4 separate regions of the Mus musculus genome follow, and all the other regions are linked to region 4. Evidence: chromatin contacts called from public promoter capture Hi-C data. All regions are on one chromosome and are shown on one strand. The core of a region is the stretch at or near the end of the contact, and the rest is flanking DNA. Distances in the headings are between cores, read along the strand shown.

Region 1 (5,580 bases), core at 1,087-3,586, 1.3 Mb after region 4:
ATTTTTCATTTGTTTGCTGTGGTTACCCTGTGGTTTGTCCCTGTCAATTGCTGCTTTGGTGTGTATACAAAACCAGTAGACTTGAAGATGTAAATGATGATGATTTTAAAACACCGAAAAGAGAAAAGAAGTGTGCCAATTAAAAGAGCAGGATGCCAACTAAGCAAGCCCCAATTCTATGCTGAGTTGTAGTAATATACTGATTTTTTCCCCACAAAATGTAATGGTTTGACACACAAAATAATTTGAACTCTTTGAAAATTATAATTCATTTTTATAGTTACTTTGCTTCTTCACATTAAAAATAATCAATATGCTCAATTTGGCTGACCAGGCTTTTACTTTGGCAGGCACACTTTGTAATAGTAGAGGGTAGGGACTGAAGGTAGCCAAGAGGTATGTACTAATAGCTCCCAGCCCCCTTCCTTCCTCCTTTCCCTTACACTCTCCTGGCCTTTCCATGGAGGAGTTCTCTTGCTTGAGCCACCTCTGGGCCTCCTACACTCTCTGCAGTTGATAACTCCACATAGAGAGTCATTCCTCCTGAGAACAGAATTGTCACCTCAAGGCTCGGGGCACTCCCCCAGCTGCTGCAGAGTTGGGGTGCCTAGCATCTCTAAGGAGGCTGATCTGGCATCATTCTTGGCTGGAGTTTTCTCATTGCATTTCCATGTCACTGGGCGTGAAGTCTATCTGCCAGATATCCTGCTTGCTCTCAGCTAACGGCCTTCCTCCCTGTCTGGGCAGCAGGGCACACTGCACAGTTGCCAAAATTCTAATTCACGGTGGAGAATTCTACCTCCTGCTCTTTAGACCCTTGTCTGGCCCCAGCTTCCAGCCTAGCGGGTCCCTGGCTCATTATCAAGCCCTTGGGTGCCCTTCCCCCATCCTCACTTGGTCCCAGGAAATTATTTCTGGCAACAAACTGAACTTTAATGACCTGCTGCCCCAACCATACTCAACTCAACTCTCCCCTTGGCAAATTTGTCACCTTGTAGGCTCAAAGAAGCGACAGACCAGACAAAAATGTCGATGGGTGAGAGAACTCAGCCTCAGCCTTTGTGACTGGGAGATTGTGAAAATTTTCTCCGGTGACAGAAATACTGCATATGTCTGCATTTACATTTACACGAAGTGCCCTAACAATCCTAATATTAGAGATAACACAAGTGGTATATGCAGTTTAAAAAGACAGGGTTGTTATTTTTCTAGGTATATGCACCAGCGGGTAAATGAAATTGTTCTAAAGACAAATGCTAAATTCAGAATGCATGAATAAATTTTTTAAAAATTACACCCTCGAATCATGCACATCTCCTGGTGCTTCTTGAACACCTGGAAGAAAATATACACCTTGTAGGTAAAATGTAACTGCAACTGCGGTTGGAGACCAGAAGAGAACTGGTTCTTAAGAGGCTATCTGGTCAACAGTATGGCTTAAATGCTCACAGGATGATATAATCCTAACTGATTGGTGAAATCTTCTTTTTAAGTGAAAATCGAATTTGCTTTGACTTTCATTTCCAAACCTCTACACTTGCCCCTTTCGTCTTTGGAGCAGCACTGCCAGACCTGAGCCACAACACGGGGTTCAGGAGGTGCGGGAATTTGGGGTAAAGAAATTGAGATTTTTGTTTTCTCAGAAGAATCAGGGAGAACAAACGTGATACATATGTAAAACACAGTCAAATGCACTTGACAACCAAGCGCTCTATTTTGAAATTTAAATAAAGCTAAGATTTTTCTTCTGGCCTAGGGGGAAAGCTTCATTAAAATCAATTAGTTCCTACTAACCTCCAGAGAATACGGACTTTTTAATTTTTTTTTTTAAATGAGAAAGTTTAAAGAACAAGGTGCACACAATTACCTTTCCTGGGTCCCTAGTGAATACCATCGTCACACCTAGACAGGTGGCCAAGTGCAAACAAATGTCCCTAAGAGGGCTGGGTAACTCCCTGAGTGCTCCTCTGGGGTGAAAAGCATGTGTAATTAATAGATGTGTATCTATTAAGAATGTAGCGCGCATAACCAAGGGAGGCTCCAAGCGGACTGCAGGCACCTCACAGGGCGAAAGGGCAGGCCCAGGGACGTAAAGTTGGAGGCGGGAGCTGCCAGGTGAGGCCTGGGTCGCGGAGGTTGGGGCCCGCACAGCTGCAGGCGCGCGCCTGCTCCCTCCTCCCAGCCGCCGAGTCCTCCCCGCCCCCTCCCCCGAGCTCCCGCCGCCTCCCGCTGCCTCCCGGAGGCTCGGCGCTGCGCTCCACCTCGCGCCCCCTCTCCTCCGTCCCGGGCTCGCGCTGCCCTCCCCGCGCCTGCCCCCTCCCCGGCCCCTCCCTCCGCCTCCGCGCGCGCGGCGCTCGCAGAGCCGACTCCGGGGGGCTCTCGATGTAGCACCATGACAGGCATCGCCGCCGCCTCCTTCTTCTCCAACACCTGCCGCTTCGGGGGCTGCGGACTCCACTTCCCCACGCTGGCCGACCTCATCGAGCACATCGAGGACAACCACATCGGTGAGGCCCGGGTGGGCGGGGGTCGGGCGGCGGGCGAGCCCCGGGGTGGCGCGGGCCGGGCGCCCGAGAAGGTGCGGGCGTGGAGGGCCGCGGGGCGCGGGGATGGCCGGCCGCAGGGTGAGGGCGGGCGCGGGCCGCGGGGGGCGGGTGCCGCACGCCGCTTCCGCCCGGCCCGAGCTGTCAGGCTGGCGGGAGCCGGGGAGGCGCCGCGGCGGCAGCCATTCCGCTTCCTCCCCCGCCTGCGTCCTGTCAGCGCCGGTTGCTAGGTGTGGCGCGGCGGGAGGGGGCCGCGGCGGCGGCGGCGGCGGGCGCGGGGCGCGGGGCGCTGCGTGCTCTGAGCGGCGCGGGCGCGGGGCCCGGCCTGGCGCGGCGGCTGCGGTTCGGGCGGCTGCGGGCCGCGCCCATCCCTGGCCGGAGCGCCCCGAGGCCCCGGTAGCAGAGGGGAGCCCGCGGGCGGCGGGCGGGCGTGTCGCGGCGCCCGCGTTGCGGCTAGGCCGGAGGTGCGCCGGTCCCCGCGGGGCCTGCGCGGCGCGGGCGCGGGGACGCGGGGGAGGGGCGCCCCGCGGGGCCGGTTGTGTCTCCCGGGACCCAGGGACCTCCTAAGTCCTGCGCCCCACGGAAGTCCTTGCATCACATTTGCACGCTCATCCCCACCCCTGCGGAGGGAGATGGGTCTGGTGCTTCTGGCTCAGAAGACCCAGCCACCTGCAGAAGGTGTGGCCGCTCCCCGGAGTGGCCTGGTGGGTGAAGAGGGCAGCCGGTTCCCTGGGTGAGGCTACCTGTGAATTGCTTCGAGAAGACCAAATGAATGACATGGATTCGACCATGTGGATGCAGCTCACGTTTCTGCAAAGTTGAGAGAGTAAATCACGACTGCTGTGCATTTATGCACGAATAAAATGAGGCAGAGCCTCATGCCCCTTTGCTTTGTAGAATGCTTTCTCCTTGCACACAGTGGGCGCTTAATACGCGCTAAGTGCCAGTTTAGAGCGGGATTTGCTGGGCCATCCAGAATGGGAGCTAATCATGGAAACTGTCTGCAGAATGCCTTTGAAAACAGAAATCTGATGAGTAATTGTCAAGCTTTGAAATTTTTCAAAGTTTCAAAGTATCTCCTTAATAGTTTTCCCCATGTCTTCTGATAAAGGTGAGGTAAAGAACCTATGCTCTCAAGTATTGGTGGTCTGAAAAGCGGTTTAATAGAGTAGCAAAGCTGCTGAATCATATCGTGACTGAGTAGTCATAGCTAAAAGTGCTCCAGGTATAAAGTTTCTCATCATGGCTTAAACTGTAGTGATGCAGTTTCAAGACGAGTTTTCCCAGTTCCTCACTGGACTCCCCTTACTTATTAAACTAAACAGAAATGATAACAGAAAACAGTTATCCCAAGTTCCATCCATTTCATCAGTTAATTTATGTAAGTTGAATGAGTAATACTTTTATCTGGTTAACTTTCTTAACTTGGGACTACCTGCTGATTGAAAGATAATTTAGTTTTAACATGAATTAAACACAATTATTTCTTACGAGTTAACTTGGAGCCAGATGATTTAGACTAGCATTGGTAAATCATAAGCCTCTTATTTTGAGTTGGCAAAGTTTTCCCAGTATTGTGCAGCTATCTTTAAAGAGGGTCAAGGGTTTATGAATTTTCTAAAGCTAAACTTTTAAGTGATGATATCTTACTCCCAAAGGTCTAATTATTTTCTTTCAATGGTGAGAGGATTGAAAAAGAAGTTTAAATTGTTTTGGCAAGGCTAACAGTTATTATACTTGGGAAATAGTTGTTCCAGCAAAGTTTTTGAAAAATAGATGTTAAAATGAACAAACACTTGAACCCAAAGCTTGAAGAGGCTGACTGGAACTGCTGTGTGCCTCAGATGAGAAGAGGCCTTCACAGGACAGCGGGCCATGCAGAAAGAGATAGGATTGGAGCTCATGAAGAAGAACGTTTGGCCTAGCTGGTGCTGTATAAATACACTTTAGATAAAGAAGCAAGAGTCAACATACAGAAGTACTCATGAAAGCTCTACATTTTATTATTTATTGTCATTTGCTCTACACGTGATATACGATAAGCTCTATACATGAGATAATGAGGGGTTTTGTTTGTTTGTTTGTTTGTTTTTTTGTAAATGGTTGGTTCACTGATTTAATGTTTTAATCAGCTAGTGGCCCCATTAAAGATTCATGAAGAGACCTAAGATGTATATGTTATTTTAGTTTTATTCAAGGGTCTTATTTAGTATCTTATATATCTGTAAGAGGGTTAGACTCCTTTTGAATTGTTACCATTTAATCTCTAGTCAAAAGCACTGACAGACTTTTCAAAATCCGTAGTTTTCATTATTACTATTGTTTATCACTCAGATTACCCACGTTAAGTTGTGAGTGGCAGTCTTTCTCATATATATATATATAGATAGATTTATGTGTATGTGTATGTACGTATATGTATATATGTGTATGTATGTATAGATTTATGTATGTGTATGTATATATGTGTATGTACATATATACACACATACACACACACACACACACACACACACACACACACACACATATATATATGCGCTTACATGGCTGCATTTTCATGTGTATGGTGATTCTGATTATTGGGCTTGTAGCGTCACCTTCAAAACACCAGTTTTACCCTGCGCTTCCAGCCACAGCTCTTGCTTTTACTCTTTTCCATTTCTCGTAAGGAACAAGGAACTGTGGCTTCAAAGACAAAATAAATCTGCTTTCACTAGTCTTTTTCTTAAGCAGCATTTTTCCTCCTTCAAGATGCTTCTTAAAGACACACGTTCTTCTGATTTGCTCTTTGCTTTTTTTCCTTTCATTTCTGTTTGTTTGGTACTGGAGCTAGGTCCTGTCTCCGTAAACACCCCAAGTATTCTAAGCCCAAGCCTGCCCCACTCACTCACTCACTCACATGCTGGGTAACTGTGAAGTGCTACCCTCTCCACTCCCCACTGTCTACACAGAGGCCTGGTGCTGTTTCCTGGAGACCAGAGAAGCTTCTCCTGGTGAGTGGATGCTCGAGTTGGTAGAAACACTCTTTGTGTGA
Region 2 (5,343 bases), core at 450-2,949, 1.3 Mb after region 4:
CTGGAAATATACTGTGTAATCTACTAGAATCTCAAGACTTTCCTCTTGCAAATCTCACTATCATTACTGTTTCCAGCCTTGTTCTCCTAGACCCATAAGTTCCTGGCAAATGTGTACCCCAAAAGCCATCAGTGCCACCACATCCTGAGATGGATTACACATGAGGGTGCATGTTTGGTTAAGGGCATTTTCAGTTAAGTCCGTAAAGGCTTCAGGAACCTAAGGCCTGACTTAGGACAAGTTGTGTGCTTCAGAGAAGGATCTGCCCATCTGTCCATCTGCCCATGGCTGAGTTCTCACACCACCAGTGTGAGATCTCTGATCTGCTATGCAGCAGTCAACTCCACTAGCTATGTAAAAGCAAGCTTCCAAACTTTCCCTAATATATGCCCTTAAGTTGCTGATCACTGCTTAGGATATCCTAGAGTGTTGATTCAGTGTTTTAAACAACTAATCTCTTCATTAATCCCAACCTTTAGAAGGTCACAGGCAACAGAACTTTGGGTGGGAAATACATTCTACCTCCTTTTGGGAGCAATTAGTTCAAGACTGGATTCCATTTGGCCAGGAAGATTTTCAAATCAAAGAATACTAGACTTTGACCAGAAAAATGAAAGACCCTTTGGAGTTAGCTGCATCTACTCACCCCCATGAGGATCCCTGCCTTTATCTTCTCTTGTGCCGCAGACTTTTGCTTAGTTTTACAGTCTTGCAGTACATCCAGAGAAAGGAGCTTAGCAATGGTCCGGTTTGACTGACAAACCTCACAGCCCACGATTGTTCTTGTATCATCACGTTGCCCTTTCATGTTCCTTACAGTTCTCTGTTCCATGCTGTTTCTTGTCCTGGGTGAGGATTTGCTTGCCCCACCTATGCCTGCCTTGCTCTTTTATGTTTAAGGTCTAAGTGATGGGTACCTTCATCTCAAGTGGCCTGTGAGTCCCACCTCCGCCCCTGTCTTACTTATTCTCTTCTCAGCTCTCATTGCTTCCTGAAAGGTTATTGTTTTGTATTATGAGTGCATTTTCTTGTAGTGGGATAACAGTAGGGACATTTTCTGACTACTGTGTCTGGCACCTAGGTCATTGTCTAGCAAATAATAAGTATGCAACAAACATGTGTTGCATGAGTAAGTGAAAGTGAGGCAAAAGGCCACCATTTATAGGAGTCGCGAGGAGGCTGGGAGGTCTATGAATGGGGTGCATCTACAAAGAAACCCAGATCTGGCAGCTTGACACTCAGGAGATACAGTGACTTAGGGTTTTGTTGTTGTGGCAAGTAAAAATATTTATTTGGGAAACCAAGAAGCCAAAGATGAGAGTAAAGACCACCCTCTTGTGCTCTGCAGTGATAAAGGACTTAATGGGGAGAAAAGAAAAGCAGGTGCTGAGGCCCATGGGCTCTACACGGTGAGCCTGAAATGGGACATCAAGATTCACATTGGTCTTAAGTGCAATCCCCTAGTTCAGTCTCCCGGATTTATTTCTAAACTGACAGCATCATCCATCTCCCGTGGAGCCCCTATGAGAGTCAGCAGTGCCATGTGATGTTACGTAGTTGGCCGTCCAGGATGCATCCTCTGGATTGGAGGCAGGACAGGGAGGACAGGTGAAGGATGGCAGTAAACAAGATGGCCACCAGACAGCTCCTCCAGTCAGGCTGCTCACCCCAGAATGGGGGATCTTTCTGTATGAGCACTGTCAACATTTACTTTCACTTTATACATTGGATTTGCATCTGAAAAGGCCAAGTATAATCAACATTTAAAGGATAACACGCAAATTTGCCTCTGATTGAGCAGACATGTTAAGTAATTTTAGCCTGGCTGTTGCTAAGAAACCAATTAATAATGCTCCATGTTTCATTGAAAATTGGCTTCTGCCTGCTTTCCATTTAACTCCACGACTCAGCTACTTGTGCTGCACTCTTCTCCCTTGGTTAGATTGTGACAGACAAATTATCGTTTTACTACATTTATTTCTGTGATTACAATTGTTAGTCATATCTGTCAATACAACTTCAGAGCTTTTCCTTGTTAATGCCATAGGATGGAAAACTGAATTTTAACTGCTGATCATTCTTTTCCTTTATAGCTTGTGGGTACTAGGTTATATTTTTGTGAAGGCCTTCCAAATTGTGGGTAACAAAAAAAAATTTAAAGCAATCTTCCCTGCTCCATAATTGTCCTTTCTCTCTATAGAGACTAATAATTAGAATATTAGACACGATTCAGAAAGTGACAGACAGCTGATTAAGCATTCAGCTGCATCTTGTGTGGTTCTTTCTTCCCATCGTTTGTAGACTATACCAGGTTCTGTCTTTTATGCAATGCATTCTGATTTTTGTGACTTTATTTTAGATGATAGCCTCTGTTCTTCTGAATAATAAATGTTCTTTTAGCTACTATTGTTCCTTTTTGAACCAGTCAACTGGGTAGTTACATTTAGTAGTAGCAGCACTTCACAGTATGATGTTTTGTAGTATTGATCTGGCTAAAATGCTCATTAAGAGGCAAAATTGGTTGCTCTTCACCTGGGTTTGACGATGTTTGGAGCCTTCTTCGAATGATGCACACAGACACCGCTGACTCTTTAGCCTCGTGAGTGGGAGCACACAAAGCCAAGCTCCAGAGGGCGAAGCAGAATCTGCTTTTGTAGTTTATGGTTCACAGCTTTAGAGTTTGGGTTCTGAAGATAAAATACAAAGGGCATAGAATTTTTTCTTTTTATTAGATATTTTCTTTATTTATATTTTAAATGTTACCCCCTTTCCTGGTTTCCCCTCTGAGAACCCCCTATCCTGTCCCCCCTGCTCACCACACCCACCCACTGTCACTTCCCGGCCCTGACATTCTCCTATACTGGGGCATAGAACCTTCAAAAGACCAAGGGCCTCTCCTCCCGTTGATGTCCCACAAGGTCATCCTCTGCTACATATGCACCTGGAGCCATGAGTCCCACCATGTGTACTCTTTGGTTGGTGGTTTAGTCCCTGGGAGCTCTGGGGATACTGGTTGGTTCATATTGTTGTTCCTTCTATGGAGCTGCAAACCCCTTCAGCTCCTTGGGTCCTTTTCTCTATTTCCTCCATTGGGGACCCTGTGCTCAGTCCAATGGTTGGCTGTGAGCATCCACCTCTGTAATTGTCAGGCACTGGTAGGGCCTCTCAGGAGACAGCCTCTCAGGCTCCTGTCAGCAAGCACTTGTTGGCATCCATAATAATGTCTGGGTTTGGTGACTGTATGTGGGATGGATCCCCAGGTGGAGCAGTCTCTGGATGGTCATTCCTTCAGTCTCTGCTCTGTAGTTTATCTCGGTAACTCCTCCCATTGGTATTTTGTTCCCCTTTCTAAGGAGGACTGAAGTATCTGCACTTTGGTCTTCCTTCTTCTTGAGCTTCTTGTGGCCTGTGAATTGTATCTTGGGCATTCTGAGCTTCTGGGCTAATATCCACTTATCAGTGAGTGCATACCATGTGTGTTCTTTTGTAACTGAGTTACCTCACTCAGGATGATATTTTCTAGTTCCATCCATTTGCCTAAGAATTTCATGAAGTCATTGTTTTTTATAGCTGAGTAGTACTCTATTGTGTAAATGTACCACATTTTCTGTGTCCATTGAGGGACATCTGGGTTGTTTCCAGCTCCTGGCTATTATAAATAAGGCTGCTTTGAATATAGTGGAGCATGTGTAGGACAGAATTTAAAAGCATCTGTGAAGTAAAATTTCAGCCTAGCCCCCTTTGTGTCACCGTGCTTTGTAGGACTAGGGAAAGGGAGTGTCCCATTCTGGTCCCTCAAGAGCACAGGGACAGTGTTTAAATGAGCTATGGCTGCCCTGGCATCAGAGATTCCCCTCTGAGGCTGTTCTCCTATCTTTCGGCCATGTTGCTCCGTGGTGTGTTCTCCCACCTCTGGCCTCTGCATGCACGGTCCAGCAGTCCGCCCAAGATTCACTCTCTTGAAATTCAGATTGAATGTAGGCTTACCCTAAGGGCCTTGCTATAATCTTCAGTACCTCTGAAAAGCTCTGTCTGTCAGGGCTGCATTCTGGGGCACAGAAATTAGAACATCAACAATTTTAGGAAGAAACTATCAACCAATAGCAACCAGCATATCACATGTTGCCAACTCTCACTCACTCTGTTCATTTGTTTCTTAGTGGCCAGTGGTAAAGATGGCCAGAAAGGAAGCAGGAAGTCTGATTGACTTCTCTGTTCAGGTCAGATCTGACCGTAAAGAATATTCTTACTCTACTTCCTATTTTTATTATTTTGTCCTTTTGGGACATTTACTGGAGCCGCTTTTTTCCGACCTTACTTGATTTGCCAGATGGAGATGTACCTGTCTCCGTCCCTCTGCAGGGGCTACCGACTCACAGCATGATTCAGTAGACAATGAATGCTGTCACTGTGTGAGGGTGCCGGCCAGCTGATGATGCTGGGGGTGAGCCTACTGTGCGAAGCTGGGCTCATCTGTTCAGACCTGAAGACAGGTAATGGAAGGCAGGCCTCATGGACACCTTTGGTCCAGCCATCTCCAGCCTGTGTCTTCTTCCATGCATATCTAGGAGGGGCCCTTAAATCTGGCTCTCTGTCTAGATGTCACCGTGATCACAAGAACAAGTCCCGTTTGCAGAAGAAGAGTCATGAAAACACTCTAGCCCTGGGTCTAGGTCACCAGTTTCTGTCAGAGTGACCCAGGTCACTGTGGTGAGTTCTGGAATTAGGGTCATATAATCACACGAGCTGTTGCAGAGGATGCTCCAGATGTGGTGGGCTGCGTGGCCAGGGTAGGTGGAAGATGTCCTGTCCTAGAAGAAGAGGAGGGAAGGCATGAGTCTGGCAGAAGGGCTCACATAGCTGACACACTCTCATTTCTTTCACAGAGGATCATGCTGGTTGCAGGTTTAAAATTGGAGCTTAGAATGCTTTCATTTCCCCGTGATTTTAATAATTCATTGAATTAAACAGAAATAAGCATCCCCACTTTGTGGCTTGCTGCTAGGCTAAAAGTTTTTTATTTCAAAGTTTTTCACGAATACAAAAAAAAAAATATATTCTTTGGTCCTGAAACCTTTTCTTCCCATGTGAATATTGGCACTAATCTAGCCTATAGGTCTCAAACTAGCTTGGAGAAAAATTGTGACAGATTTTCTAGTCATTGGACTCAGCCATCCTAGATGATCACAACACAGAAGGGTGATTATGGGTTGAAGACATACATTTAATTGTGAAGCATAGAAGGGCTGCCTGAAGCAGTGCATGCAGTGTTTAGCCTGATGCATGTGGGTTCATGTATTTTGCTCAGTTAAACAGGATCTCTGCTCTGCCAGATCCTACAGG
Region 3 (5,839 bases), core at 2,179-4,678, 1.0 Mb after region 4:
ACCAGCAAGATCAGAAAGGAAACAAGTTCTTGAGTACTTGATTACTCAGTCTTTTAGACCAGAAGACTGTGGACTAGCTCTTAGTTAAAGAGAGAGCAGGCCTGGCACTTAGCAGTCACTCTGCAGCTCCGACCTATCTTGTGGACTCTGGTACCTTCTCCCCTCCCTCCTTCTTTAAGTTCCTTTTAGTAATGAGACTGATTTTTCCAGTAGCCTTCAACTCCCTAGATTTAACTGACATGGAAAATGTGACTAAAAACTTGTAGAACTGTCTAGCCTCCAATCCCACAAAGAATGAACTTTGTTGTGTTGAAGAACACCTCGCAAGCAGCTACATGCTCAGTTTCTTTCTACTGCTCTGCAGCACAGGACAGCAAATAACAGTGCGCCATCTAGTTAGCAAAGTGCAGTCTCCAGGCGTGAAGGGGGGACACCTTCCAGCCCTGGGAGCTAAGCTTGTCAGGGTTCAGCCACTCTAAAGCTCCAATTGTTTATTTAAATAAAAAAAAATATCGCTACTGGGATAATCCACATCTCATGGATATGGGAAAATTTAGGTTATAATGGCACTACAAACTTTTACATCTAACTTTGATTTACAAGATAAAAGCAAGTTTTAAATTAAAAGGGCTTTCTGTTAACAGAGCTTATTATTCTGAAGACGGGAATGATTTTCTTCGAAAGTTGTCCCTGGGTGCATGCCTATTATCTTTGCTGTTCCCCTTCCACTAATGAGCATTTATCTAAAGAGCCTGTTAATCCTCTGATGTGTGCTTCTGGTCAGAGGTAACAGTTTGAATAAAACCACTAATCACTGATCACTAAATCAGTGATCATTAATCACACTGTCCAGGGCCCGTGACCTGCCCATTTTCCCCTTTAGGTCTCTGCATCACAAACAAGAATTTTAACATTTTCAATGCCCATGCTTCCCATAGGAGACTTATGCCACTTCATCGCTAGATGCCAATAAATAATGCTGCCACAAACTTGAAGAAGGGGTGTCAAGCGATCTCCAGCCACGAGCTCCACAAAGCCTGCTCTATGGCCAGAGTATGTTGGAGAAAGTAGATCTAATTATAACCAAACACGTGTTCTTCAAGAATGCCACCTATTTAGAACATAAAATTTCCTCTACTTAGCTTCCTCCATCTCCAAATCAAAACGCCTTCAAACACCTTGTCCCCCAGCCCAAAGCTTCTGCCTCTGTCTGTTTTTACTGGATTTCTGCTATCATTATTCACTCACGCCCAAAAGTTTTCACTCTTTGTCCCCGAAACAAGTCACACGTGGTGGTGTTTTTGCTGCTGGTGTTCTTTTAAAGAGCAAGTGGGGAAGAACTCAGTTCTCTAAATTGGGCGTTTAACTTCCTCTACAAACATAGAAACTCAAGGATAAGGATAAGAAAGTACCGCGCGCAGCAGCAGCAAAGTGTTGTATGGTACTTTCAGCTCTCAGACACTTCCTTGACTTTGGAAATAAAATGTCAAATCTAGATCCTTTCCCGCTAAACCTGATTTAGTCAGGTCCTTCATCCTTCTCCTAGGCTCGGTTCACGGGGCTCTGGGCTCTTAGCTGTGGCTTATTGCTTTCCTAAGTCACTGCAGGCACAAGCTATTAGCATATAAGGCTTCTAAACCTTTCCAGGGATTTTTCTATCCAGGCTGAACATTCTCGCGTGGGAAAAACGGGCCTGGATAGTGCCTTTCTTAAATAATAGAAAAGGGCAGATTGAGCGTTCATCAGGTACTGAGCTCGCTCAGGCACCAGAAGCTCTTCAGCTCACTCCTGGGACAGCATTCCCCCTGGGGGAAACTGTAAAAGGCGGGGGCAGGCCGAGTGATAACGAGGTGGGCGGGAGAGGGATGGAGGAAGAGGGGTAGGGAAAGAGAGGGCAATAGCTGTGTCCAGAGAACCCGCAATTGCCCCGGGGGATGGGGGCATAGTTGCTTTGACAGCATTCTGAGCCCCCAAACCCTTGAATATCTGAAGCCCTTAATAAAACACTTACTGGCCTGCAGAATGACGTAATGGACCTGTAGCCAGCCTTTATTCTTTGACACATGTCAGGAAGAGGGAAAAATAAAAAACCAAGCAAGCGTTGCTGATACTGACAACGATGTACAAGTAGCCCACTCTAGTTCCCAGCGTTGAACCAGCATCAAGTGGGGGCGGCACTCGTCCAGGGAAAGCTGGAGCTTTTTCTACTAGACACTCCCTGGAAATAAATCTATGACTAGAAAATAAATGAAAAATTAAAGCGGGCTATAGTCCCTCTAAAGTGGCTTAGTGGGGGCGGTGTCTGCTTGTCTCAACCCTTTAAGAACTTTGTGAAAAGTTTAAGCGGTTCGATAAAGAATCTGGCTCAAAGGCAGACTCTGTCGCCCGGTCCTGAGAACCGCCTGGGTGCAGTGCGGCTCGGGCCCCAGCTGTCATTTGGGGCAGCAGCCCGGAAGAAGTAAGAGTGCCAGCGCAAAGGGGACGGAGGCGGGAGGCGGCTGCAGGAGTGAAGGCGAGGGCTGCGGAGCACTCTCGAGCTGGAGCGCCTGGAGCGAAAGTCAAGTCCCCCTCCAAGGCAACCGACCCTCCCGCTGCAGCCGGCGGCCGGTCGCGAGAACTGGCAGCGGCCGCTGGGCACCCGGGAGAGGGAGAACCCCCTGCGAACTCGCTCGGCTGCCCCTAGGTGACCAGGCGACTTTGCCGCAACGGTTGGAAGTTTGCTAACTTTCTCCCGGGGTTCCGCTGCATCACTGAGAAACGGGATGCGAGGAGGCTCCAGGTTCCTGGTCTGTTGCTGCTGCTGCTACCACTGCCGCCTCCGCCGCCGCCACCACCACCGCCGCTTGACCACACTTCAGAAGGGTTCCACACCATGCCGGGGCTCTGGAGGCAAACATACACCCCCGATTCATAACTGTTCCCCGTGTCAGGGAAACTCACGCGCGCTCCCATACACGCACGCACACTGGGTCGGACACGGCGCTGGCTCCACTCAGCATCCCTCCAGTCGCACGGCGCAGCAATCACCAAGAAGCGCTCCGGGACGGACACGGCGTGGGGTCTCTGGGTGACTACAGGACACAGCACAACTCCACAGTCCACCAGCAATTGGGGCCGGACTTCCTTCTGATCCGCCAAAGTGTTTACAAACACAAATCAAGGGGGAAAAAATGCATCGCATCCTTTCTACTCCTTGCCCTGTGACCTGCCCATTGGACTAAGTAACCTCGCGGCTGCAGCGATGAACCAACCCCTGCAAACAAGGACGCTCCGGAGTCGGCTCGCGCGGCAAGTGCAGCGAAAGTGGCTAAATGCAAAAGGCCCAGAAGTGGCCGCGCCGTATTTTTAGGAACTTACCAAACAAGTGTGGAGAAGGCAAGAGCCGAGCCCGGGTGAAGGGACCACGTTGGACTGAGCAAAGATTACAATACATTCTATTTAGAGTGCATTACATCACCCCCCCGGTGACGTCACGTGGGATTCCTGAACTTCTAAATCATTGCGGTCCGTTGGGGAAAAGGAGGGAGAGAGGGGCGGGGCCCGCACGCCGAGGGGGCGGGCCCGGTCTCCGCCCCGCCCAAATCCCGCCCCTCGAGCGGACCCGGGTGCTTGCGGCGGCGTCCGCGATCGCGCAAGCAACAGCTTGCACAGCCCAGCGCCGAGTAACACGGCCCCCCGACATTAGTGGTGTGAGTCAGCTTGGAAACAATCCTGAAGGTTTCAAACAGAGCCACGCAGGAGACACCGGCACGAGCTCTTCTGCAAGAAGTGTCTGTAGGGTCAGAAAGAAGTAAGGTTTGGGGTGTGTGCATGAGGTGGTAAGGATGCTGAAGGAGGTAGAAAGAGACATTTACACTTACAAATGCAGGCCACTTCCTACTTCCCTACCCCAGCCACCGAAGATACCCAGATCCTTTGCCTGTGACAGCCATGACCTCATTGCAGCGTTCTCTGCATGCTGGCTTCTTAGTATCTCCATTTCGCCGCCCCTCTCCTCATCACGCTCAAGGGCATATAACTTCTTGTGCACACTCAGTAGGACTACACACAGCCTTCCCTGGTCTCGCACCTTGCATGTGCTGACCTGTGAGAGAATCTCTCTAAAGGCGAAAGGCGAATCTCAGCCAAGAGCCAAATGATGAGCCGGATTTAGACTCCGCGTCAGCGCCGGAAGGGCCCTGGCCATTGCTTCCAGAGCCTCTGCTACTGGCCCAAGCTCGCCGGCTGGGAAGCAGTCGAGCCAGGGCTAGAATACAGGATCTAGGGCCAGGTCTGCAAAGGGAAAAGAGGACTGACCTTTTTCAGCATGGGCCAGAAGCCACCGCTCTCACCTTCCTCATCCCTGGCAAGGGCTAGATTTCCTTTTGGAAGCTCTCTCTCCCTTTGGGGAGCATTGAAAGCCTGTTCGAAATGACCACTGTCATCCAACAACAGCTCACACTTTGCCAAACACTTGAAGCCACACCATTTTCTTCTTCCTCATATGACTTTGACAGAATAAGGAAAAGCGGGGAGTGTGTTGTAATTATCTCTATTTCACAGCTGAGCTGAGGCAGACAGACTCAGAAGGCTAGGAGCTCTCCTGATCATCAGGGACCACTCTAGCGCATGTCTAACCCCAGATCTCACCTGGGTTCCTTGGTAGAATCAGGCATATTAATTCTTTTCTGATGGCTGACTGGTTAGAACTTCAACTAAGAGCTTGCTGGCTGGGAGTTGGATCTTTGCTTAGGAACAGTTTAGCCCCCATTAACAAACAATAATGGCTCCTGACATTTATGTAACATCTGACATTTATATAGTGCCTCTCATCCCAATGCATCACAGCCTGACTGTGTAGTCTGCCAGAGGATCATGACTAGACTGGCTAGGAATCGTAATGCTTTGCCCAAATTGTCACATTTCTGAGCTGGTTTTGACATACTAAGTGGAAGAGCTTTCTATTTCCTTTCTGGTTTGAAGTGTTTAGCCCCTCCTCCCCCACCACTTGTCTTCAGGGTTCCCTGAAATCACAGGGACTGACAACTCCCTCTTTCCTTGTAGCCTTCCTATAAGTTCTTCTGTGAATTTTCCTCTCCTCTTCTCCATGGGACACTGAAGGAACTGTGAAAGAAGATGCTGGTCCTAACCTGAAACAACAAAACCTTGACTGTGATGGCTCAATTGTCTGGGTTTAGGGAAGGAAACCATGGTTCACTGAACAGCAGCTTCCGTATCCACCTTCCATCTCAATTTCCAGTACAGCCTTGCTCACCCAGAGCAGAGAGCAACCTCCTTCCTCAGAGAAAAAGAAAGTGCCCAAAGGAATTGAGCCAGCTTGAAGCTAAGAGCTGGGGTTTTCCCCCTGGTGGATAAACCAAAGGAATGAAGCGAAGAATTAAGTGGGCAAAGCCAGGGTGATGGTCACAAGATTCACACACCTGCAAGGAGTTAAATGACTCAATTCACAGAATTATCTAAACATAAGAAGCATGAATAAATAAGTTTTCATGAAAGCACTACCCAACTTTCATAATGCAACACTGGGAATATTTACAGTAACTCAAGAATTATATCACTTGCATTAACAAGTGTTCTCGGCCCTGGGAGAGTGCTTTGTAAGCCCCACCTTCTCCCTGTTATTGAAAGTACTGGGACTGAGGCATTCGGTGATGTTAGTAAACTTAAGCCAGATTTTGAAAAAGAGAATTTCCCCCATCATTCTTTCATCTGTAGCATGGGCATATATGGACAGCAAGCAGCCTCTTACCCATCAGACCCCGCCAACGGGCCCCATGTCTGTGCCTCGCTTGCCTGCCTGCCTTGTGCTGGTTCACCCAGTCTCACCCAGGATTTCTCA
Region 4 (5,589 bases), core at 1,017-3,516:
CCAGGCTTCTCCCACGCAGACTTGCTGGATGGGAGTTGAGGGAGAGCCCTGCACAGAGAAAAAAAAAACAGAACTTGGGTTGGTCAAAGTAACATTCTACTCTCCTCAGAGTTGGAACTCATGGCAACTCTGTGACCACTGGCCACCTGCAGAACAACCCTGATCTACAAGGTTGAGTTCCTTGAACTCCCGCCCGACCTCAACCTTTGCCTTACCTCCCAAGCAAGTGCAGTAGCTATCCAGTGGAGATCAACCTGGCTCCAGAGGAAGTATGGGCTGGTCTGCCACTCAGCCTGACTGTATAAGGACCACTACAGGTGCCCACCTACCTACCCTACAACCGCTGCCAACCACTACATGTGCCCACCTACCCTTAGAACCGCCACCCTTCAGAGGAACACCAGGAGGGGAATGTGTGGGTGTGGGGTGGGGAACCTAGCTTGTCCTGCCCACTACAGATGAATAAAGATCAGGTATTTTCTTTATTAGTGATTGAAGAGGGAGTTCCCAGCCCATTGTGGGTTAGACTATTTCTGGGTTGGCAGTCTTGGGTTCTATAAGAAAGCAGGCTGAAATCCAGGCAGTGGTGGCACATGCCTTTAATCCCAGCAATCCGGAGGCGGGCAGAGGCAGGCAGATTTCTGAGTTCTAGGCCAGCCTGGTTTGAGTTCCAGGACAGCCAGGACTATACATAGAAACCCTGTCTCGAAAAACAAACAAACAAAGCAAAGCAAGCAAGCAGGCTGAGCAAGCCATAAGGAGCAAGCTAGTAAGCATGGCTCAAATTTCTGCAGTCTTTTTCTAGGATGAGCGGTGATGAGCGGTGTATCCAAGTGAGAAAGCGGGGAGCATAAATTCATGGTTGTGCTTACTTCAAACTGCTTCAAACCACTTCTGCCTTGTGATTTTCAGAGGCTGTCTAGACTTAACTTCCCTTGGAAACCGCCATCCCACTCTTCCTTTAACTCCCTAGAGCCAATCTCCACACTGTTGGAAGGCCGCGGGTCCCAACCCTTCTTTCATAGTTCTCTATCTCTTGAGGATTTTACTTATTGTAAACAAAGTCTTCTGGTACTTTTCTTTGCTGGTTGCCTTTCCATCCTCCAAAGGAGAGCGCCCAACCAGGAACTCCAGAAAACCATTGAATAACGGAGCCCAGACGCTCCTGATAGTGCAAGCCAGACTCTTGGCACACTTCCTGTGAGCGTGCTACTGGACACGGCCACCACGAGTGGGCAGGGCTCGCGCGCGCCGCCCATTTCTAGGTTTCAGCTCCGCCGCTTCGCAGCCCACGCACCGCGGCGCTCCTGGGATTCGCCAGTGCGCAGGAGGGAAACTTGTGCGGCCGTTTGTTGTTGCAGGTTCTCCCGGAACTGCCTGGTAGAGGAAGTCTCTGCGCCTACGGGGAGGCGCCATCTCCTCCCTGGGGATGTCCTGAGGACTCACTCGGACTGGGGCTTGAAAACCGTAAAAGCAGAACCAGCTCAAAGTTCTTTCCCTAAGAAAGGCGCCCACACCCTTAGGCACCGTCAACGTTGGGGTCTACAAACGTCTTACTCCCTATTCTGCAGATCGGAAAAACACCGCACCCCAAGGCATTTATTAATGGTGGTGGGCAGCCACCCAACACTTTCTTTTCCACAGTGACCAACTTGGTGTGTACGGAAAGGCTTTGTGAGAATTGCGCAAGGAAAAGATGGCAAATAATGCAAAAGTAGGCAGATCACTGTTCTGGGGGGGGCCTCTCCTCTGGCAGCAGGAGGAGGGGCACTGCAAAGCGCTAGACAGCATTCTCCAGGGACTTCGTAGCGCCAGGGCCTGCCTTGTGAGACGCAGAGGGACTCTGGTTCACTCACCTGTAGGGGCTTTCAGGGCCACTGCGGCGCCGCGCTGCGCCGCGCGGGCTGTCTAGAACACGGAGGGGGCGTCTCCGGGTGCCTGAAGCTTAGTCGCGGTGTCCCTTATCGCTGACTAGGAGAGATGCAGGAATCGTTGTTGCTGATCTCGCCCAACACCCCTGACACTCGCACACTGTCGGAACAACCTGGGGTTGGCAGCACGGTCCGCTCAGGTGGCAGGGACTGTCAGATCCTCCGCCCCAGGGTGAGTCTGGTCAGCCTTTCCCGGTGGGAGTCTCACATTCTAGGGCGCGTCCTTTCTTCCCGTTCACTCTGCTCTCTGGCCTCAGCTAGACAGGACCTGGGCTACTGACTCCGGCGCACTACCCTTCCTGAGCGTCCGTAGGAACGCGCTGAGACATCTGCCCACTTGCTGGTGGTTGGCCAAAGGCCTGAAGACACCAGAACTGAGGAGGAGGGGAGGGTCAGGGTGGGACAGGAGGCGGCCGCCAGGCTACAGGTGCAGGTAGGCGTCCCCGCCCTTCTGGGGACCAGATTGGACGAGGTTGCAAACGTGGTTCCAGCCCTGCGGACTCTGATTGGAGAAAAAGCTGTGCTGCGCCGCCTCCCTGCTCGCGTTCCGTTCTTGCGCTGAGGTTTGAGTCCCAAGGCTTTCAAATTTTCTAACTCGGAGAGCTGATTCAAACTCTGTCATTGTTTGGGAGTTTCAAGCGCCCTTACCTAAAAGACTAAGAGTTGAGAACCATGTCGTTGCTGTCATCGGGCGCTATCCTAGTACTATAACTCACTTGGGTCAACTCACTTGGGTTAACTCACTTGCTCATCAGACCGCCCCAGGCCTGGGCACTATGGCTCCTAACAGACCTGCAAAGGAACCATGGCTTTGCGGAGGTTAAACAGTTGTCCAGGATTGCATGCTGAAGGGCAATCTCGAAGTAACGGGGTTGGAAGTTTGATTCCAGCTTATCAGCTTGTTAGTCTTGGGTTCTTACCATAACTAAGTGCCTATGCTACAAAGCATCTTTCGCGTTTGGGCGACCGCGCATCGACACCCATCCAAGCATATTACTCCAGCCCAGAGCCACTGAGAGGGTGAACCAATGGGCCCCAGCACCGTGCAAGGTGCTTTAGCTCGGTGGTTATTTGTCAAAAACGGTATTAGAGGAGACATTTCTCTAACTAAGGCGAAGTTACGACTTGAAAGAGATTTTGGGGGTCTCTAGGCTTGCAGACATGCAAGTAGGACCCTTTCTTTGCCTCTAAGGTAGGCAGTCCAGGCAATTTGTCTGCTTTGAGCACTTTCTGCGGGACAAGCCTGGTGAGAGACAGATCACCAACCAACTCTGATCTCTTGCAATAAGGATTTGATAAGCAGGCAGGAATTTTATAGAGACTTTCAATACAGTAGGGAAGAGGAAAATACAAGGACTTGGTTGGTGTCTTAGTTTGGATTCAATTAAAAAATGAAAGATGAACATACACTGTGTATTTGGAAATGATTTGTTTCTAACCAGAGATTAGAGAACTCCCCTCCCCCTTCCTCCCTCTGCCCCTTTCTCTCTCCTCCCCCTTTCCCCTCCTTCTCTGCCCCCCTTCCTCCTTCCTTCCTTTCTTTATTGGTGGAATTTCACTATGTAACTAAGACTGGATTCAAACTCTGGCATACCACCAAAACTGACTCTTGAGGTTAGTTTTAAAGTGGGGACACTGAACCATAACACTGGTACTTGATAAAGACTAGTTGCCAGCTTTAAAGGAAGCTTTCCGGAGGCAGATGTCATATGATGAGAAAAGCTTGTCTGGGGAGTCGCCACCACCACCGTTTATGGAGCTGGGACATGCCCTTGTCAAGCACATTGTTGAAAGAATGAAGACACCAGGAAAAGGACACTAGCTTGCTGAATGGCTTTTCATCTAGTGTGGTTTTCACAAAGCCACAAGCATTTTCTCAATAAACAAATCCTTCATCTCTCAATAAGATAGCTCCTCAAATACATTCAGCAATGTCAAATGTCTCTGTTATGCCTCCTGGGTTGAGTGGAAGCACCTTATAAATGAGAGAACCACTAGATGGGGGTGAATATATCCATAGAAAGGTGAAGTGTGTGTGTGTGTGTGTGTGTGTGTGTGTGTGTGTGTGTGTGTGTGTGTGTGTGTAATGAATAGAGTCATGAAAAGCAGGGTAAACAGCAGCTAAGAGAGCCTCAAGGTGTGAAGGATGCTGGGCTTCTCAAGGCTCAAAGGGCAGGTGGGTGATGTAAGCACAGAGTGTGGCTGGGCAGACCTGGGAGGTGACACTGGGCAGCTGAGTAGGACACAGACTTTCAATGGCAGCTGGGACTGGGGCCAATGCAGAGTCTTAACAGTTGCTTTCTTGGCAAAATAAATGATCACCCACTTAAGGAATGAGTTTCTAGAACTGGGTGCTAGGAACTAAGGTCTTGGAGACCTTGCAGAATCTTGGAGTTTAGCGCTGACATTTTTGCTCAGCAAACCTGAAATTTCTGGAGGCGCTGGGAAACTGATCATGTCACTACATCTCTCCAGTAGGGGTGGGCTTTGGAAGGAATCTGAACAAATGCTTAAGGAATACAGCCGATCATACCAGAGAAACCAACGTACCCTGCACTCATCCTAGAGAACTGTGGTGTGTCTTGGCTTTGTTCTTCTTACTCTTGCTGACCTCACGTTCATATCTCCTGTTCTTGTCCTTTCCTTCTTTGTTAGCTCCATGCCTTTCTCCTTTTCTTCTCCATCTCTATGGTCACCCCTGCCCTTTGACAGTTAGACATGCCTTTTCCTTCACAGCCTCCAACTCTGTCACTCTGAACATGCTGTTGTGCTCTCTTTGGGTTTGCGTCAGTGTTGGATTCATTTAACCCTTTAAAGCAAGCTTTACAACCAGGCATTTCATCTCCCTGCCAAGTTACTGGGTTATCTTTAAATGTTCCTTTCTTAAGGTCTTTCTAAATAGTTGATCTAAGCAAGGCCAGCTTTTGTACAGAGTCTGCTCTCGATCTCTCTCCAGGTTAGTCCCGCACCAAGCCTTTGAGCCGGCCCACTCCTCTCTCCTTTCCCCCATGCGTCCTGCCATCAGGTCACAGGTTTGAAACTCGTAGTTTCTCTGTTCTCCCCTTTTCACAAAGCAATTTCATGGAGAATGCTGGTGATAGGAACAGGCTAGGGCTTCTTCTGGCTGGTCTGCAGGGCAGGGGTAGTGGGGTCTGTGCTGGATCTTTCTTCTAGCAACAGATCTCTTTGGCTCACCTTCTTGATTTTCTTTTCACGTTGCTGAAGATGGAACCCTGGGGCTTGAGCATGCTAGGCACACAGGACCTCTCTCTACTCACTAGCCTGCCTTCCTTCTTGTTGAAACCAACCAACTATCTTTCTTGTCATCCTGGTTCTCAGATGAAACCAACTCCTCTCTCTCTCTCTCTCTCTCTCTCTCTCTCTCATATATATATATATATATATATATATATATACACACACATATATACATTATGTATATATACACATACATATATACATGTATGTATATATACACATACATATATGTGAATATATTCAAATATATACACAAATATGTATACAGAAATTGAATTGTTTAGAGCACACGCTGACACTCTCCTCTTGCCTATGTCAATATCATTGGCTATCTCATAATATGTTTACTATTCTGCATCCTTCCCTCCACTGCAGCTCCTTCTCTGACTTCCTTCCCATT

Evidence for each region. Promoter capture Hi-C pulls out the DNA fragments that hold promoters and counts their contacts.
Region 1: a promoter capture Hi-C map of liver shows a contact between it and region 4, with 3 times the contacts expected there. The contact joins the promoter of Jazf1 here to the promoter of Prr15 in region 4. A contact is called at or near these places in 9 of 39 promoter capture datasets (the 3T3-L1 cell line, 3T3-L1-derived adipocytes, embryonic stem cells and 4 more).
Region 2: a promoter capture Hi-C map of hippocampal neurons shows a contact between it and region 4, with 2.3 times the contacts expected there. The contact joins the enhancer-like site here to the promoter of Prr15 in region 4. A contact is called at or near these places in 5 of 39 promoter capture datasets (the 3T3-L1 cell line, hippocampal neurons, liver and 1 more) and 1 of 9 other capture datasets (adipose tissue).
Region 3: a contact with region 4 is called in a promoter capture Hi-C map of liver, with 3 times the contacts expected there. The contact joins the promoter of Creb5 here to the promoter of Prr15 in region 4. A contact is called at or near these places in 7 of 39 promoter capture datasets (the 3T3-L1 cell line, cranial neural crest, hippocampal neurons and 3 more), 2 of 484 Hi-C or Micro-C datasets (both in embryonic stem cells), 1 of 115 datasets of contacts at active chromatin or transcription factors (astrocytes) and 2 of 9 other capture datasets (adipose tissue and embryonic stem cells).

Annotation. Positions count from the first base shown.
Region 1 is chr6:53,065,380-53,070,959 of GRCm38.p6, reverse strand. It overlaps Jazf1 (JAZF zinc finger 1), which reads left to right and starts at 2,336. Exons shown (of 5, transcript NM_173406.3): 1 at 2,336-2,507. The coding sequence starts at 2,393. It overlaps Gm33097 (a long non-coding RNA gene), which reads left to right and starts at 2,965. Exons shown (of 2, transcript XR_377680.3): 1 at 2,965-5,580.
Region 2 is chr6:53,011,542-53,016,884 of GRCm38.p6, reverse strand. All of the region lies in intron 1 of Jazf1 (JAZF zinc finger 1), which reads left to right. Among named protein-coding and RNA genes, the nearest start is that of Gm33219, 38 kb to the right of the region's middle. Within about 2 kb of position 1,699, at least 7 of the 459 cell types and tissues checked have an H3K27ac peak or open chromatin away from gene starts, as enhancers often do. A contact at or near this core is called in hippocampal neurons, where this site is marked.
Region 3 is chr6:53,284,892-53,290,730 of GRCm38.p6, reverse strand. It overlaps Creb5 (cAMP responsive element binding protein 5), which reads right to left and starts at 3,428. Exons shown (of 11, transcript NM_001327821.1): 1 at 3,358-3,428.
Region 4 is chr6:54,323,578-54,329,166 of GRCm38.p6, reverse strand. Prr15 (proline rich 15) reads right to left here and starts at 2,266. Exons shown (of 2, transcript NM_030024.3): 1 at 1,857-2,266; 2 at 1-48. The region is part of intron 4 of 9130019P16Rik (RIKEN cDNA 9130019P16 gene); the gene reads left to right.